2 separate regions of the Mus musculus genome follow, and region 2 is linked to region 1. Evidence: chromatin contacts called from public promoter capture Hi-C data. All regions are on one chromosome and are shown on one strand. The core of a region is the stretch at or near the end of the contact, and the rest is flanking DNA. Distances in the headings are between cores, read along the strand shown.

Evidence for each region. Capture Hi-C pulls out chosen DNA fragments and counts their contacts.
Region 2: a promoter capture Hi-C map of adipose tissue shows a contact between it and region 1. The contact joins the promoter of Cpa6 here to the promoter of Sgk3 in region 1. A contact is called at or near these places in 1 of 39 promoter capture datasets (the 3T3-L1 cell line) and 1 of 9 other capture datasets (adipose tissue).

What each region holds. Positions count from the first base shown.
Region 1 is chr1:9,796,262-9,799,594 of GRCm38.p6, forward strand. It overlaps Sgk3 (serum/glucocorticoid regulated kinase 3), which reads left to right and starts at 1,869. Exons shown (of 18, transcript NM_133220.2): 1 at 1,869-1,985.
Region 2 is chr1:10,718,365-10,721,697 of GRCm38.p6, forward strand. Cpa6 (carboxypeptidase A6) reads right to left here and starts at 1,581. Exons shown (of 11, transcript NM_177834.4): 1 at 1,248-1,581. The coding sequence starts at 1,363.

The DNA of each region.
Region 1 (3,333 bases), core at 619-3,118:
CTAGAATTAAGTAGAAAAGTTAATTTTAAGGGTGAGGAAGATGGCTCAGTCAGTAGAGTGCTTGCTGCACTGATGTGAGGACCTGAGTTTGGGTGCCATGTACAAAGCCAGCTATGATGGTGCCTAATCACAGCGCTGGGAAGGCAGACAGGGGAGGACCCTGGAGCTCACAGGACAGCCAAGATGCCAACAGCCAGGTCTAAGATCAGCAAGAGACTCCATCTCAGAAAATAAGCCGGACAACGTCTGGGGAAGAAAACTACTTCTGATCTCCACCCTGTATGCATGCTTACATGTGTGTGCATGTACACACACACACACACACACACACACACACACACACACACTCACTCACAAGCCCATACCTAACTTCCTCTTAATCAAATGAAGATCATCCTCATTTCTTGTCCATAAATGTTGGTGGGCTCTCGATCTCTCTTCCCCCCTCCCCCGCCCCACGTTCTTTATAGTGGTAAGACAAATTTATCCTGGAAACACTAAAATGGTTTCCATCTGTTTTTTTTTTTTTCCCTAACGTCAAAATGTGGTGATAGTTAGGTATTTATCTTTTAATCGAGAATGATGTCATTCCCTTAGTGTTTATTGACATAAAATTTCCTTTTGTCCAAGAGCATTTCTTCAGTATTATGAATATGGCTTTAATTAGCAGATACACTGATCACTTGTTTTTTTGTCACAGAGAAGATGTGTGCTTTATTGTGTGTATTGCTTTGTAAGCAGATCATAGTGGAACATATAAATGACTGCTGCAATATGTTGGGCTCTATGAACTGTATTTTCTTGTCCATTTCCCAAAGCCATGGAGAATCGCTGTTAAGAAAGTCCTGTGAGAATAATAGGTTTCACAGTATAAAAGAATTTGGGTTCACAACCTATTTTAAGGACAAGGCCATATTGCAGCATGGATAGTACAAATAACTTTTCTTACATTTATTCATGAGGCTAAATCTTCTGAGTATCGTTCTAAAATATAAAGAGTTCTTTGAATTTACGGAACTCACTCATTCATCTCAGTTCCTCTATTTGTTCATAGATTTGTGGCAAATTTTCTGGAACCATATGATTCAAAGGGTAGATTAATGTAAAATATGAAGCATGCCATGCAGACAGAAATCCTTTAAACAGTTGTGTGGGTCTACTTTCACGTGGTATCAGATAAAACCTAAACTACAGTGGTGGTGTGGCTCTCTAGTTCAAAATTTTAACTCTACTCCACAACCATTGAATCGTGTAATTCTTAGTTCCCCATTCACAGAACGGGTTTTTAAAAACGCAGCTTCTGTAGTTAAATGGACAAGCACCAGCAGTAGAGTGTGTTGGGTAGTTTAAAAATAACAAACAAAAATAATCCATAGATCTAAAATGATCAAGAGAAACGCATATTATCTGTACATAGCATCTATCTGCCAATTTGTGAGAGCCCTCGCTCATCCATAAACACTGGTCAAAAAAAAAAAAAAAAATCAATCTGCTGACGTGGGAAAAAGTGTAGAAAACTGCCCAGAAAAAGCTAAAGGAAGCACAGTGGGCTCTCCAGATCGTCCGAATACTTATTTGGCTTCTGCAGCGTCCAGCTTGCAGGAAGCCGCAGCCCCCAGCCCTCTGCCACCGCCCGGGTCCGCTCTGCCGCCCGGGCTCCCGAGTGGGCCAAGGTCACCCTCGCCGCGGACCTCGCGCATCCCGTCAGCTGAGCGCAGGAGTCCGGCGGCGTCTCCTCCTGAACTTTGCACCCCGCGTGACGGGCGAGCGCGGGTAGCCGAGCGGTCCCGCCATCCGCGCGGGTCCCGGCCGACCCCGCCGTCCCCTCGCGCCGCCCGCCCGCCCGCCCGCCGCCCGGCGCTTCGCGGGAGGAGCCGCCGTGACGCGTCAGGGAGGAAACGCCGGCGCCCGGCCGCGCCGCCGGGAAGAAGAAACTGCCAGCGCTCTGGGCTCCGCGCCCGGGCGCCCGGACGCCGCACAGCCGGGTAGGTGCGGGGCGGGTGCGCCGGTCTGCGTGCCGGGGTCCCGGCCGGGCTCTCTCGGGCGCCGGGGTCCCGCCGCGGCCCGGCGCGGTCTTTGTGTGCTCCGGGAGAGCTCAGCGCCGTGGCGTGGGGCTCCCTCGCGCGGGGGAGCGCGGGCGGCTCGCCCGGCCCCCCGAGCGGGGCAGCGGGTGGCGAGGACCCGGGAGCCCACCTGACGCGGGATGGGGTTCTGCGCGGACCCGCCGGGGCGACGGTGTGAAGTGGTCGGCAGGGCTAGATCGCGTCGCCACTCTTTTTCAAGTTCTCAGACTCGAACCCTTCGGTCTGTTTTCGCTCGGTCGATTCTCACGGTTCAAGCACCGACGAATGCCGCCTTAAAGCGCGCTGAGGTTTTCGGTTCTAGGGCGCGCTTAGGGATGGTTCTTTGGACCGGTAGAAAAGAGAAGGGATTCGCCTCTTGAAACAAAGGTCTTTGACTTAATGTTGCACCGAATGCCTGGTTGAACTGCAGTTCTGCAGGCAGAGACTATGCTGGATGCACTTAGGATTCGAGAATAAACACAGAAGAAGAAAGAGAGAGAGAGAGAGGGGGAGAGAGAGAGAGAGAGAGAGAGAGAAAGAGAGAGGAAAACAAAACAACAAAACCCCAAAAACGCCTCTTGGGTAGAGTCTTGCCCTTCTCACTAGATTGTTTACCTAACAGGCCTGGAAAGTGCCTGCTTTATTTAGCAAACACAGCTCATACTATGAACTGCTCTGTTTCCTAAGTGCTTTATAAATATTACCTCAAATTCTTAACTCAAAATGATAAGTTATTTGTGGTTGTAGCCACGAAGAGGCCATGCATACTCTAGTTCCCCAATGTTATAGAAAGAGCTGGAAACATTAGAGGAAGTTTCAGACATATTTTAGGAATGGGTGTGCCTTCTGCCCCCTTAGGCTACCACTCCCTTAAGGCAAGTTCTTACCCTTCATTCCCCGTAGGATTCAGGCGTGGAGAGATGGGACCTGTTGCTGGCAGGTCTCAGGCCAGATCCCATGTAACTTCAGAAAGGTGGACTCTCTGATTCCAAGTCTGACAACTCAGACATCAGAAGTTCCCTTTCTTTACACTGCCACTGGACTGAACCTAGTTTTGTTTTTATAGGGAGCTTTGTTTTCAATATGTTTGACAATTTATATGACGTGGCTCAGATGGGAGCATCAGATTAAACTTGAACTGTGAAACAGAACCCTTTTTGTTTGTAGACATTACCATTAACAGTTTGGTAATTTTTTTTTTTGCGGTTGGTTGTTGCTGGCACTGAATTGGTTGATGAATCCTGTAAGGTGTCCATTTTGTGTCTTGCGG
Region 2 (3,333 bases), core at 331-2,830, 920 kb after region 1:
CTTAGGGTGCAGGTCGGTCATTAAGCAGTCTTTGCTCACATCTCTAAGGAGTGTTGTGTGGCACATGACAAATTATAGGATATAAAGCTTTGCTGTGCAGGAGACTAGAAATAACCTCTTGGATGTAAATGCCCTTCTGTGCCTCAAGAAAAAAAAATATAGGTGGAAAATTTTAAGGTTATATTCCCACCTCTATTTCACCAAACACCTTCCCACTTGATCCTGTGCCCTCCCCAATTAAAATCATGTTTGTGAATGTCTCCCTGTAAATTCTGTATTTGGAAGATTACTAAACAAAAGCAGCTTCCAGTTCCTCGGGGAGAGAAAGAGAAACACAATTCTGCATTCCATACTCTCACAAGCTCCACATACAAGTCCTAAAATGAGCAACTTTTCTTTGGGATGCTAATTTTTTTCCACTGGAGATAACTGAGTGGTACGGTAATGTCACTTCTCCTCCTTGGTTTTAAGCAACTGAACTAGAGGATCTAGTTAAGGTTCCTTTCTAAAATGCAGGCATTCTATAATTTCCAGATTCAAAAATCAGCACTCTGCAAATCTGAGCCAAGCGCACGCTGTCTGTGCCACAGCAAGCCTTCAAGATAATAAGAGCGTGCACAGTGGTACATTTCTTTAGTCCCAGCTCTGGGCCTCCCTGAGATTGCCTTCTCAGAGCCTGCTAACCTACAGAGAGGGGAAAACTGGTTTCTTCTTCTTAAAAATACCAGCATGTTTACAGTTGACTACTTTTATTCTGCTTATTTTGTGTCGATCTGAAATATCTAACAATCACCCTGAACTAACATTTTTTTTAAAATCATATTCAGCTCTTCAATAAGTCACAGGTAAATTTTAACCCACTGCTGAAGTGAGTGCACCATTCTAAAGGACACTAATTTCTAGGTCATATTTCATGTGGTACAACAGTATTCTTTATGCTGAGCATCAACCAAGGCAAATACTGCAGATACTAGCCACAGCACCCCAGAGACACTTTCCCATTGAATTTTGAGGCCCCAGCTGTGGCTGGGACACTCTAAACAGTATGATAGCAGACTATTGTCTACAATACGTTCTCAGCCAACTGAACCAATACTGGATGCTGTTTATACATTTTATGGAGGGGACTCTGAAGCCCTCAGTCACACAGAAACCACAAACAACAAAATGGTGAGGCACATGGGGGCTAAACAACACCCCTCTCATACAAGCAAAGCCTCGCAGGACAAGAAGTTGGCTCCACTTACCCAGCATAGCGGTTGTCGTAAGAGTGGCAGTGCCCAGGTTTCAGAATATTCAAAAGGAGCCAGCAAACCGGCAGAAAAGCTGCTGTGTGGCTCCTGGGATTCCCGAGGAAGTTCATACTATTGCAATGAGAGGAGCTGAAAGTTGCTTAACAGCAGTCACCAAAGGAAGAGGCTGGAGGTGGCTTACAACACCCCCTGCTCACCAGCAAGTTGTCTGGGAAAGGGGTGGGGGAGAAGGCTTGGGAATGAGCAAAATGTGACACTTTAGGCAGCTAGGGAGTTGCTATTAAGACTGGGTCTTGTGAGGAAATGCAGCCCAGCCCAGCCTGGAAGCAGGGGCCGATCCTAAATCAGGCTCTCCTGAAGGGGCTGGGCCTCCCTGAGCTGACTCACAGGCAGACTTTGCAGGGTGCTATAGCCTGTGGGTAACCCTTCTCTGGTTTTGGTTTGTCTGTTTGCCTATTGAAGATCACTAAGTCTTTTGTATAACCGTTCTTTCTCTGCTGCCTTGATAGCATAGGGACCTTATCTTAATTGCCAACAGTATGTAGGAGACATACAAGCTGGCAGACACATTCCAGGCTTAATGATTTGTTCTGCCACAACAGATTTCCACACAGGTTTTCCAGATTGAAACCCACAGTGAAAGGAACTTCACGTGTGAAGGAGGAGGCTTAGGCATCTGGATGTGAGATGTTGGCCTCATTCTGGCTTGTAACTATATGTGGACAAACAGAGGGACTGCTAGCCTGCTAGGAGCTCTCGGTATTCATTCTGCACTAGCAGGACCCATATTTGTGGCTGCTGAACAGTTTCTTGAAGGATGGGGAAGCCTCCCAGGGCTTTGTGACCTTGGTTGCACATTTGGAATCATTTAGGGAAGGTGAGCCTTTCAATCAGAATGCAGAAGGATGGCATCTGTCATTGAAAAAGCTGCCCCAGTGACTGGGGAGGTGGTTCAGTGAATGAAATAACTGGCATGAGGACTCAGGTCCAGATCTCCAGCATCTGTGTAAAAGCCAATCCTCAGGGTGCAGGTCTGTGATCCCAGTGTTGAAGGGTGTGGGAAGAGACAGGTGCCACTGGGGGGGGGGGGGGTGAGTGCTGGTGCACATAGGGACCAGCTCACTCAGTGAGTCCCAAGCTGGTTTAGAGCAGGGCTTGTCAAACTTCTAGCGCCTACAAATTACTGATTCATTCTGAAGAGGATTGCTGCCAAGTGGGAAATTCTGTCATTTATGAAGTGTTTCAGGGTGAGGGCTCATGTGGAGGCCCCTCAGCCACACTTGGTATAGCAGCAAGTCTTGATTTTTAGAAGGAGCCATGCTTTTTCTCCTCTTCCTAGACTGTGGTGGGGGAGGGAACACAAATCAAGAAACCTCGGAGCAAGCCATTTCCCAATGGAAATTTCCCATGGTTTTAGTGAAGGAACTGGCTCAGAATTTTCTTAGCAGCCACAAACATCTACTCACCCAGAAACCCCACATTGCGGGTTTGCTTTGCCTTAGCTCTGAGGGTGTGAGGACACAGCCTGTCAGCTTTTTCCTGAGCACTGGTGCTTTTTAAGCAGACAGTGAGCTCCAGTGGCTTTACTGCAGTCGATCATCCCTGTGAAGCTTCCAGAACTCCTGCACCCCACACTGCGGGGGAAGCATAACCCTTCCCCATAACTTCTACTCGAGGTCAGCCAAGCTCTCCTGACAGGGTCAGTTTCAGGTTCATGACAGCCAAGAGCATTTAAAATGATTCTCTGACATTTTCAAATTCTCCCTGAATTAGTTGTACCATTGCATACACTAGCAAGATTTTGCTGAAGGGACCCTGATATAGCTGTCTCTTGTGAGGCTATGCCGGGGCCTAGCAAACACAGAAGTGGATGATCACAGTCAGCTATTGAATGGAACACAGGGCCCCCAATGGAGGAGCTAGAGAAGGTACCTAAGGAGCTGAAGGGAACTGCAACCCTATAGGTGGAACAACAACATGAACTAACCCGTACCCCCAGAGCTCGTGTCTCTAGCTGCATATGTAGCAGAAGAGGGCCTAGTTGGCCATCATTGGAAAGAGAGGCCCATTGGTCTTGCAA